2 separate regions of the Canis lupus genome follow, and region 1 is linked to region 2. A link is a contact called in public Hi-C data. All regions are on one chromosome and are shown on one strand. Each heading gives the region's core, a stretch centred on a gene start, on an enhancer-like site or on the middle of the called end of the contact. The rest is flanking DNA. Distances are from core to core; before and after follow the strand shown.

Region 1 (6,075 bases), core at 1,031-3,530, 170 kb after region 2:
AAGCAGGCTCCATGCAGGCAGCCCGATGCGGGACTCCATCCCGGGTCTCCAGGATCATGGTCTGGGCTGAAAGCGACACTAAACCGCCGAGCCACCTGGGCTGCCCAGTAGTCACAACTTTTAATATAGTTTAGAAGATTTAGTCTGGACTCTTGGGTTCAGGTCACACGATCACTGTATCAGGGACAGTCTTGATCCCTGGCGCTTGCAGGTATTGGAGGATTGCAAGCCTCGCTTCATGTGCAAAGGGCTTTGAAGAAGCAATTGCCCGTTTGGGCTCAAAAGCTATCTTGCAGAGAAACAAAAAAGAGGAGACTCAAATATTTACTGGACTATAGATAACAGAGTGCTGCCACCCAGGCCACAATCACATCAGGCTCTCACCGCAGCACCCATGGGACACGATGGATAAATGCCTGCCCAGCGTCACCCAACTTTGGGTGTCTCACCTTGCCTGTCTCACTCCAAAAGCTGTGTCCTTTCCTCAATGCACTACTCTCAGATCACGAGCTGGGAAGAGCTTTGCGAAGAACCAGGAAGATGTTGCTCCCCCGTAAAGCAGTGAATGGTTTCCCGTGATCCCTTTGCTGCTGCCTCTCTCCAGCCCAGCCGCCCCCTGCTCTGCAGGCTCCTCACCTCTGATCCCAGCATCGCCCGGAGCAGAGGAGCTCAGCGTTAAAATTAGGTCGCTTTTCTTCAAAGGGAGCGTTTATTTATTTATTTCTTTTAAATATTTTATTTATTTATTCATGAGAGACACACACAGAGAGAGACACACACACACACACAGGCAGAGGGAAAAGCAGGCCCCATGCAAGGAGCCCGATGCGGGACTCGAACCAGGAGCCCCAGGATCACGCCCTGGGCTGAAGGCAGATGCTCAACTGCTGAGCCACTGGGGTGTCCCCAAAGGGAGCTTTTAAAAAGTGTCACTGCCCAGGCCCTCCCCAAATCAATGGAATTGAAATATCTGGAGGGGGAGAGTCCCGAGAGTGTTTTATAAGCGCTTGAGTGATGAGCAGGCAAGAGTGGGGGCGGGGGGTGGGGAGAAGAAGTAACTGGGGAATATTCATGAAAGGCACAGTGGAATCCTCAGCTTCCCACCTGCTGTGTCCGCTGGTGGTCAGGGGTTGCCGTCCACGTTGTACAGTAGGACACGTTTCTGCTCATACCCCAACCCCTTCTGTTCGGTGTAGAATTAAGGAGGGAAGGCTGCCGGGCTCTCCAGTGCTCTGACCCCGGGTGCCCCTCCCTGGCTGAGGCGAGAACCCCCACTGGGGGGTGCCACCTGCTGCTGATTACCTTCTCCCGACCACCACCATCATGAAGACAGACAAGACAGGGGCATCTGAGGCCCCGGGGAACACAAGGGACTCGGTCACCCTGGGGAGAGCGGCTGGCGGCCAGCACCTGTGGAAGAGGCCGCATTAGGTTTGGGGGTTCGTTAGGGAGCCCCGGGGGAGCAGGTGCAGCCGCGCGCCGCCCCGCCTTCGTCGGCCTCTGCACACAGGGGCTCTGCAGCGAAGCCTCAAGGTAGACCCGTGGGTGCCCGGGGTTAACCTGGAATCTTCCCCGGGCGCGACGACGGGCAGCTCGCTCTGCGTATGTAGGCTGCCGTGTTCTGCGTGTCCGGGCACTAGTGGGAGGCGGGCTTGCTTCGCTTGTGGGGGCCCGGGGGACTCCGTCCGTTAAGTGGGTGACTCTTGGTTGGGCTCAAGTCACGATCTCAGGGTCCTGGGAGGATTCTGCTTGTAGCTTCTCTCTCCATCCTTCTCCCTCTGCCCCTCCCCCTGCTCATGCTCTCTCTCTTTCTCTAAAATCAATCAATCAATTTTGAAAAAAAAAAAAAAAAGGCTTCAGGGCAGCCCGGGTGGCTCAGCAGTTTAGCACCTGCCTTCAGCCCAGGGTGTGACCCTGGAGACCCGGGATCAAGTCCCACATCGGGCTCCCTGCATGGAGCCTGCTTCTCCCTCTGCCTGTGTCTCTGCCTCTCTCTCTGTGTCTATCATGAATAATAAAATGAAATAAATAAAATAAAATAAAATAAAATAAAATAAAATAAAATAAAATATAAAATAAAATAAAATAAATAAAATAAAATAAAATAAAATAAAATAAAATAAAAGGCTTGGTTCACTTTTGTCCCACATTCAAAACTCTCATTGTCTCTAGACTTTTGAGCCCAGGAAGAGAGAGCCACGTCCACGAAATGGTGCACAGAGCCGAGGCTGCTTGCACCCTTTAGTTCTGCCGCTGAGCATGACTTCCCGTGTGCTCCAGGGGGCCTACTCGTGCCCCCTGAGGTGCCCGGGGGGCAACCAACATGGTTGACTCTGAGGGCCTTCCGGCTGGAGGACACTGAGCCACGGGGTACTGCTCACCGGGATGACCCTGCCCCCTGCAGAGAAGGAGAAGGGGGGCTGGGCCTGCCCGAGAGCAGTGTCCCCTCCACCCCCCTCCGACCAGGGCCCTCCGCCGCCCCTAACTCCTCCACACCAACCAACCACGGGCCAGTGTGGGCTTTCCACTTCACAAACGTTGCATCTGGAATTTGTAGTGTGTACGGAAGGCAACCGCCAGGATATATTAAATCCGAAAGTATATGTTACACAACTTCTAGCACATGGAAACCATCTCATTTCCCCGAAACAATTAAAACACAGCAAACAACCCAGGCCCTTCTACAGCCGGTGGGTCGGTCGTTCCCGGCAGTCTTAAGAAATCAGAAAAGTAAATAAAACTGGAAAAGCTTGCCCTCCAGTGGGGGAAACTATGAACTAACCGCATCGGCAACAGGATTCTAGCCCTGAAACCACACGGAAGTGCGCTGACTGGGAGAGACAGGGGCCCCCACGATGGGCTCAGTCTGGGCCCGGCCCTCAGGGAACTGATTCTCTTGTGGAGACAACCAAGACTTAACTTACTTACTTACTTACTTTATTTATTTATTTATTATTATTTTAAAGATTTTATTTATTTATTCATGATAGATAGACGAGAGAGACAGAGACACAGGCAGAGGGAGAAGCAGGCTCCATGCCGGGAGCCCGACGCGGGACTTGATCCCGGGACTCCAGGATCACGCCCTGGGCCAAAGGCAGGTGCTGAACCGCTGAGCCACCCAGGGATCCCCCAACCAAGACTTTAAACACAAGTAAGATACGTGGGCACCGAGCATCCTGACAGAGGAAGGAGCATGTTGCAAGGTTGGCAGGTTTGAACCCCACTCTGCTACTGAAAAGCCCACAGGCCCCGGGAAAAGCTGGTTTCTCTACTGGTGGTGGTGGTCCATAGCACGAGGGTGCTAATGCCTCCCTGCCAGGGCAACTGTGGGGGTCAAATAAGACTGGTGACAGCGCTCAGGGACTGCAGGCATCCATCAGCGGCACTATGGATACTACTTTGTGCTGAGCTGAGGGCTTTGCACTCTAGGCAGACAGGCCTGGGGACCCTCAGGGGCTCACAATCAAGCTGAATGAATGGAGAACCCAAAGAAGTCCTCGACCACTGGTGCGCAGAGCTGCCTTACAGAGGGATTCGGAAAAGGCGTCCCTCTGGGGGGTGGGGGGGCTGCATTGCAAAAAAGATGCCCCTATGGGAAGAACCATTAGACAGATGTCACCAATATGGCAGCCACTAGCCATCTGTGGCCATTTAAATTTAAATTAACTGGATTTTAAAATCCACTTCCTCCGACACATTAGCTGTAGTCCAAAGCACTCAGTTGCCACAAGTGACTAGGGCTCCCAAACTGGACACTGCAGATCAGATCAATGGACAATAGATGAGAGACAGACAGACAACTGTTTTCAATTCTTTGCCCTGTTTTGTTTGCTTCTTGTTTTTTTTTTTTTTTTTTTTTTTTGGGGGGGGTGTCTTTTTGTTTTGTTTTTGATCTTCTACTCTTTTTCTACCTTCTCTGGTTTCAATTGAGCAGTTTATATGGTTTCATTTTCTCTTTCTTAGCATATTAGTTATACTTCTTTTACAATCTGTTAAGTGGTTGCCCTAGTGTTTGCAAAACACATTTACAACTATTTTAGCGTTCTCTTTTTATTTTTACACTTTTTGTTTTAATTCCAGTTAGTTAACATATAGTGTGGTATTAGTTTCAGGTGTACAATATAGTGATTCAGCACTTCCATACATCAGCCGGTGCTCATCACAAGTGTACCCCTTCATCCCCATCACCTAATTCACCCATTCCTCCACCCCCTTCCCCTCTGGTAACCATCAGTGTGTTCTCTGGAGTTAAGGGTCTGTTTCTTGGTTACTCTGTTTTTTCTTTTGTTTGTGAAATTCCACATATGAGGAAAATCATATGGTATTTGTCTTTCTCTGACTTATTTTGCTTAGCATTCTACTCTCTAGCTCCATCTATCTTGTTGCAAGTGGCAAGATTTCAAATTTTTTGATAGCTCAGTAATATTCCATTGTCTACACATACCACATCTTCTTTATCCATTCATCAGTCAATGGACATTTGGGCTCTTTCCATAGTTTGGCTATTGTTGATAATGAAGATAGAAGAAAATGGAATGAGACAGTTGATCAGAGTTATGAACTAATAGAACTATCTAAGTAAGCAAAGACAGTGATGGGAACTATAAAGCAGAGACAGAGATGGGTGTCAAAAGCGATTTGGGAGAAGTCGTGGGAGGTTGTGATGAGGTGAACCAGCTATGGAAGGAATAGCCAAGTGAACAGGACATTAGTTAGTGTGACTTACCTAAGTTATTCAGAAGTGAAAGTTTCTACCCATAACAAGGAGTGGATGTGGCCAGGGGATTGGTTAGTTTGATCTGAATGAAGATGAAAATCACTGAAGCAAAGGGGATCAGGGAACTGGGAGGTGGTGTTGAATGAGTTCACCAAATAGATGCTAAAACCACCCAGAGGTTCAGCACGATTGGAGGGAAGAGAAAATCTGTGAGTCAGGGAGGTGCACAAATGACAGCAACAAGGAGGAGTCGAGGATGACACAGCCCAGTGACATTCATCTCAAAGAGACATAGGTTTTTATACAACAGTGGAAGAGTAATGGGCTAGAAGCAGTTGTGAGTGAAGATAGTGTGAACCCTCTCTCCAAACACATGGTGAGAAAATAGTCTCCACTTGAAAGGACTGCTCGATGGAGAACTCAAAGTTTTCAGTTAAGGTCAAAGACAAAGAGGGAAATGTTGAAAGCAGAGACTGCGGGTGTATAGAACTGTAATGACCACGGAGTGGAGTATTTCCAGAGGAGAAGTTGCAAAGAATACAAAAGACATAAGGGAGGCTTGGCGAAGGAAGAGAAAACAGATGGGGATGAGAGTATTGGAAAGAACAAGCCAGAGGGGTTTATGCCTTAGTGGTCACAAAGAGACGGGTCACAGATCTGCCAAAAGTATTAGTCCCAGCAGATCCCTGGTGGATTAGAAGCAGGGTGAGGATACGGGGATAGGCTTTCAGAACTCAGCGATGGCCCAGAGAGGATTCCTTTCAAAGGCAGTCCTAGTCTTTGATAATTAGAAAAACTCCAGCCAGTCCTAAATCAGCCATGGGGTGAACTGACCATATGATTGTAGGTTCAGAGGTTCCCAAGAGCCAAAAGCAACATAAAATCTAACTCAGGTGCTATGAAGACACTTTAGCAACTTGAAGACAACAATAGTTATCTGAAAAGTGCAAAATCCCAAAGGAGATACAAAATTTTAATAGAACTTTGTGTTCTAGGACTAATTTCCCACACTTGGGGGAATGAGGTAGGTAGGGCTTAATAGGCAGACCGTTAGTGACTTAAACAATTTTAATAAACAGTTGAGAACCAAATCTGTTACTGAGAGTATATAAGTTGAAGTTATTTCACAGATAAAAACTTATCAGACTTCACTAATGATCTTCTTGGACAGGACAAGAGTCACTGGGCACTGAAATGTTATAATGCTTATACTAAGCTTCATAGTTGCTCAAATCTACACTGTCCAAATGTTTTTATTCTATGATGTATTAAAGAACTTAGAGACATACTGCCAATCGGATGTCTATTAACAATTCTCAGGGATCCCTGGGTGGCTCAGCGGTTTAGCGCCTGCC
Region 2 (6,417 bases), core at 2,223-4,722:
TTGGAAATTGAGCACTGAGTCAGATATAAAAGTGTTGAACCCCACTATATTGTATACCTGAAACTAAAATAAGACTGCATGTTAACTATACTGGAATTAAAAAAACAACCAAACAAACAAACAAATGCTTATGGGGGCGGGGGAGTGGTAGCAAAAATAAACTCTATAGGAGGGGTTGGACATTGATTTGCTAGTATTTGGCATACTCAAGTCAGCTGCATTAATTCAATGTCTTGTCTCCTATTTCTGTAACACATTTAAAAGTTGACAAGTTAAAAGACACAAGGCCCAGTAGGGGGTTAAAATGACTTTCTAGAACCAGTTTCATGTGAACCTCTGTAGGACTTGCTGATAGGAAGACAGAGGCAGGAAAATGGGTGTTCTCCCATGGACTTCTGCTCACTTTCCAGGCAGCACACAGTCCATATATGTCCCCCATGATCTATAGCCTAACAACAGAGCTATCAATATTCTCTGCTTCCATCAGAAAACTGCTAAAAGCACTGGATCCCATAGAGAAATGTGCACTATTTCTGGAGTGGGAGTGTGAAGCCTTCAAGCTGCAGGGCAGAGCAGAAAACTGGCTGGGACCCAAAAGCCAGAGGAACTAGACTAGCTGGTCTGTCCCAGAGGAAGCTGGCATTTTATTCACTTAGAAGTTACTTTTCTTTTCCAAAGTGCTGTGTTCTCATGATTTTATTTAACCACTCAAGTATCAATCTTATTTCAGCCATATTTGTGTACCTACAAAAAAACTGTCACTGCATTTTTAAATTAATTGATTTATCAGTAATTGTCTGCATATAAGTACAGTGAAAACTTTTAAGTATAATCTCAATATGTGGTAATGAATGGCCTTCCAGCCACATATTTCAAGCAACAATTGATGCCTGTAGATCCAAATATAATTACATATTTGCCATTCTAAATACTTTTTTTTTGATGAGGAAGTTTTCCTGTCATGTCATTGTATGTATAATCTAATGGCTCTACTAGTTGAATCTCAGTCCCTTAAAAATTCTGTTGGTTCCCCTCAACCCCACCCTCTATTTCTAGTTGATTTTCATGAAACAGTGTATATATTCTACACCTGCCTTCAGGAAAGTCAACAAACCATAATCTCCTAGGGAGATGGTAGTGATCCAAGCTGTAGAGTTTCTTTGTGAGATGGGCCGGCCGGGGGTCATCTACTGAATTATGGAAATTATGGACAAACAATAGATATTTGAGTCCCTTGGAAACCAGCCATCCAGAATGTTCTTATAGAGCACTTACTCTGTACCCACCAATATAGGACCTATGGGGAGATGGGGAAATACTGAAATATGAGGCATGGTTTTTACCCTCAGGGAGTTTATACTATGTGACTGGGGAGATGAGGCTGATAGTCATGAAACAGCAGGACGTAGTACAAAGCAATGTGTAGTTCAATGTATATTGGGGAGTTTGGGCCCTGTGCCATACAGTAGTTCAGAAGAGAAGTATGTATTCAGACAAAATTTATAAGTGAAGGAGATGGGGCTTAGGTTGAACTTTTATTTTGTCTTTAGATAGTTCAAAATGAGAGGTCAGAGCATTCCAGGCATTCCAAAAATCATGACCACAGGCATGGATACAAATGAGTACTGTGTGTTTCCTTAATAAGAGGATGAATTGTGCCATAGGCTTGGATCACAACAAATCCAGGAGTGACCTGGCACAGAAACCAGAAGAGTCAGCAAACATCATAGCCAGTGTGATGCAAGCATAGCCAGTGTGATGCAAGCCCACAGGGCAAATCCAGGTTGAACACCAAGTATCCCAAAGAGGTAGTGGAAGATATACCAGAGCAGGGGCAGCAGTAAGAGCCAGGTCTGTGACCACCAGAAACCCACAGGCTGGGGGACTTCAGAAGACAGGGTGCAATTTAGTATCAGCACAGTCTTGTGGACACAGGACATTTTTAAAAGCGATTGAAAGGATGTTAGTCTGGTTAGGCATATCTGTAGCAAATTGTAAGACAAACTTAACTAAAAGCAAGGGGCACCTTTTGGGGAGTGGTGCAGTAAGGAGTTACCTGAATAGTAGAAACTAGGCTGCTCTAGGCTCCCTGTGGCTAGGAACTGCTGGAGGTCATCAAAGAGGAAAAATATGATAGTGTACAAGACCTTCATTGCTAATCCTGAACCTGACTCAGGTCAAGATATAGCCACGTTGCATGGCATTTATGATTTCAGAGAATAAATCTGGAATAAATCTAGGGTTGACAGTTAAAAGAATAACCTATCCCTATACCTTTGAAGAGAGGACCTATTATTTCATGTGATTCTAGATTTATTATGGAAAAGGTATGAAAATGTTTACATAGAGCATTAAACGTGACAAAAATTCAGCTCACATTGACATAAACTACAAAAGGGAATTTATTGGCTCATGTAACCAAGAAGTCTCCAGGCCTTAGGCACAGCTCAAACCAAGGGCTCAACATATGTCATGTGACTTAGTTTCTTTCCTCTTGGCTCTTTTTCCTGGAGTTGCTTCATTGTTACAAAACCTTTTCTCCATCTAGTGGCAAAGATAGCCCTCCTCCCAGCGCTAGGCAACACATGGTTCTCATAGTTGGCAATTCCAGCCAAAGGGGCATGTCTCTGCCAGTAATTTCAGCAGAAGTCTCCAGGGATAGTCCAATAGGCCTGTGGGGTCACAAGCCCATCCGGAACCAATCACTGCGACCAAAGAGATGAAATACTCTTAATTGGTCAGACCTAGGTCATGTCCTCACTCCTAGAGTTTGGAATGAGCAAGGACTCTATTGGTCCCATCCAAACCACAAAATTAGGAATTGGGAATAGGGGAAATAGCTCTAAAGAAATACTGAATAAGCAAAAGACTTGAACCTGTGATTTTTTTTTTTTCTTTTTGGCAGTTTTGACAGCTAGAGCCACCCCCTTGGTAGTGACAACTAATGACCTCCCTAGGCTAGGGCTCCCTGAAGGCCAGAACTATTGTCAGATTTATTTTGTTTTGCACTCAGCATGACATTCATGAAACATGATGCTTAGCAAATGCAATATGAAGATAATTAGGCCAGTCGTTGATCCATAGCATTCATTAATTTCATCTTCCATTTAATTCCTAGAGTGAATACCTCAGAAATATATGCTTGGTTTTCTAAGCACAAGTAGGGCAGAAATAAATATTCTAGTTACAATTGTCTTATGAGACTTTCCAGTTGCGAGGGTTCTGAATGAAATGGTCAAGTCTTTTTTTGACAGCCCTCTGATGGTATTATGGTGGATTTTTCTCCCAGTGCAAAGAACTTACCAATATTGGATAATTTTCATTATTTTTTTTTCACTTAGGTATTCCTGTTTTAGGAAGTGAAAAAAAAAAAAAAAAAGGAAGTGAACACAATGCCGTTAAAGGCCTTGCATTTCACAGTGCTGGTATGGGTTGAATAATCCTTTCCACAAAGAGCGATGACATCTCTAGAGCTCTGGTCAGGAAGTCTAAGCGTAACTAGGTTTTGTGCTAGCCAAAGGGGAAAGTGCCGCATTTGACTGTGAGTCATTACCTCAACCACTCTGCCATCATATTTACATATATAAGTCATTGCCCAGAAAGGGGAAACCCTGACATAATATCAGAAACAAATTCATGTGTTCTAAATCTGCTTTGAGTTAACCCGTAGACCTCCCAACAAATATGTAAGAACTGTTTCACAGCAATAAATAGAACCTGTTATAGTTACTATGGCTCTCTTAGTACTAAAGTACGATGTTTTTTCCTATCCCATGGCCCATAATTACTTAGAAGTTTAAAAATTAGCTACGCATCACTCTGGCTTGATGATAGGGATAAGCTTCTAACCTAACCACTCTCAAAATTAAACAGACTTCAAGCTTCTGAATATAATTCTCCTTCTCATTCAGCTCGAGAAATACTTAGATAGATAGATATGTTTATAAAAATATATGAGATATATAATTTACATACATATATATATGTATACACACACATATATATAAAACAGAGTATCTTTTACAGAACAGGCCTTGACTCTTCCACTCTGAGTTTTTTACTGTCTCTTCTAAACTTTGGTGAGTTTGAAAGGAATATATTGTTCATGAAGGACAACTGCTGATAAAAACAATAAAAAGGAAAAACATTCCCCCTTAGAACATTAAACCCAAGCCTATTTGTAATTTCCTGTCTTCAGGTATAAACAGATAATTTAATTTTTTATTTTCCTCACCAAATCTAATTATGTTTTAAAACTTTTTGTTTATCTTTCTCTCTATATATTTTGTTTCCATGAACCACTTGAAAGTAAGCCATAGACATGATACCTCATTGCCTCTAAACGCTTCAGTGAGTATTAACTCAAAACAAAAGCACTTTCCTACATAACCACAATACAGACCTCAAAATCAGGAAGTCGGCAACCAGACATCATCAATGTTTAATCCACAGAACTTATTCAAATTTCACATGTCCCAATAGCATCCTTTTTAGCACAAAGAGACAAAGAGATCATGTGTTGTCTTTCAATCCAGAATGGTTTCCCATCCTTTCCTTGGCTTTCATGACCATGACATTTTTGAAGAGCATAGCCTAATTCTTGTGTAAAAATATCCCTCTATTTGGGTTTAGCTAATGTTTTCTCACTTTGAGATTTAGTTTATACATCTGTGGCAGAAATATCACAGAAGTGATGCTGTGTTTTTCTCAGTGTGTCCTGTTAGGTGGCACAGAGTGTTCGTTTGTCCCATGACTGGTGATGTTAACTTCGAACATCTGGTTAAAGTATTCTCTATCTCCACTGTTTTTCTCCACTATGAATGAAGCTAATATTTTCTCCTTTTATAACTAATATATGTCTTTTATGGGCATACATTTTGAGACTATGTGAATATCTATGTCTCCTCAAACTTTCACTAATTTTACCATCCATCAGAGATTCTTGTTTGAATCAATTATTACTCCTATGGTTGCCAAACAATGATTTTTCCCAATTTCATCAGTCATCCTGCATTTATCAGTTGGTATTCTAAGATAAGGAAGGATACACCTTTCTTATCCCTTGGGGAGTTTTCTGTTTTTCTTTTTTTTTTTCCTTTAAGATTATATTTATTTATTTGAGAAAGCTCTCTCTTTCAAGAGAGAAAGAGTGGGAGAGAGCACAAGCAGGGAGGAGTGGGAGAAGCAGGCTCCCTGCTGAGGAAGGAGCCCGACATTGGGATCATGACCTGAGCCAAAGGCAGACATTTAACCACTGTACCACTCAGGCAGCACCCCCCCCCACACTTTGTTTTTTGTTAGTATTATCTCATGGATTTCTATCTTATTTAACAGGTTATAACTCTTGCCAATCTTATTTTAATGTTCAGATTGTTCCAGATTTAGCCAGTGGGAACTCCTTCAAGCCAGTTCTTTGTCCTTTTGACATGCCTGTCATCATTTTTTAGTACTTCTTTAATTTGTGGCACAAAAAAATCAAGCCAATTACTTTTGTCTCTGATTTTCTGTCCAGGTATGAATACTATTTCTTTGTGCAGTTTCTTTGGGTACTGCCTGTTGACTTAGATCATCATCAACCTGTTAATAGAAAAGAAGCATTCTAAAGTACTTCCATTCAACCAACTCACCAAATTAACCTACCCTCTTGAATGAATGTCCAGAGCAACTTGAATATTTGCAGCTCATCAGCTTCTCTCTAATTGTGCTCTAGCACTTTTACTCCAATTAATTTAGTTGTACTTACTTTGACGGGAGACATTTTAGCAGAACCTTCAGGTTGAACTACCTACACATACCAGTTTTAGTCAGAGAATCCCAGAATGCTTTGTCATTCATAATTATATATATTGAAGGAAACTCTACAGAGATGTGAGATAATGTAGCCACCATATATGTTGAATATTTTTCTTTATTATAGCAGAGTTGGGTTGTGAACAAGGCCTAAAAAAGTATCCATTATAATCTTACAGTCTCATTAAAGATTTGGTCAGAGAGAGATAAATAATATTTCATCTGGCCATTGGCCAAGGCCTAAAATAATATTATTATACTGACTTTATTATTGTTTTTGATGCTTATCTATCCATCTTGCTATCCTTGATCGTTAAGTAGCTTCAGATTTTTCTTATTCATTTGGCTGGAATTAGGATTTCTACTGACCACATGAGGGTGTCTGTGAGCTTAGAACAGAAATATTTCAGATAATTTCAACAACTAACAGAACTTCAATAACTAATAACTTGTCATTTCACTATATTGGAAGTTATGATTAAAAAGTATAGTCAGGGTAACCAGAAGACTTGAGTCAATGTTCTTTCCATTTGAAGATCTTTTAACTATTAAATGAAAAGCTTTTACGAGAAGAATTTAGAACTTTTAGTGAGCTTGTGTGTACACAGGAATTTTCTCAGGTCAATT

Evidence for each region. Hi-C and Micro-C count contacts between places; a contact is called where the count stands out from the background.
Region 1: a contact with region 2 is called in a Hi-C map of skin fibroblasts, with 2.4 times the contacts expected there. The contact joins two enhancer-like sites. A contact is called at or near these places in 2 of 9 Hi-C or Micro-C datasets (amygdala and skin fibroblasts).

What each region holds. Positions count from the first base shown.
Region 1 is chr22:9,221,016-9,227,090 of UU_Cfam_GSD_1.0, forward strand. No RefSeq gene overlaps it. Among named protein-coding and RNA genes, the nearest start is that of RGCC, 24 kb to the left of the region's middle. Within about 2 kb of position 2,281, at least 8 of the 20 cell types and tissues checked have an H3K27ac peak or open chromatin away from gene starts, as enhancers often do.
Region 2 is chr22:9,047,074-9,053,490 of UU_Cfam_GSD_1.0, forward strand. The region is part of intron 37 of VWA8 (von Willebrand factor A domain-containing protein 8); the gene reads left to right. Among named protein-coding and RNA genes, the nearest start is that of RGCC, 150 kb to the right of the region's middle. Within about 2 kb of position 3,473, at least 2 of the 20 cell types and tissues checked have an H3K27ac peak or open chromatin away from gene starts, as enhancers often do.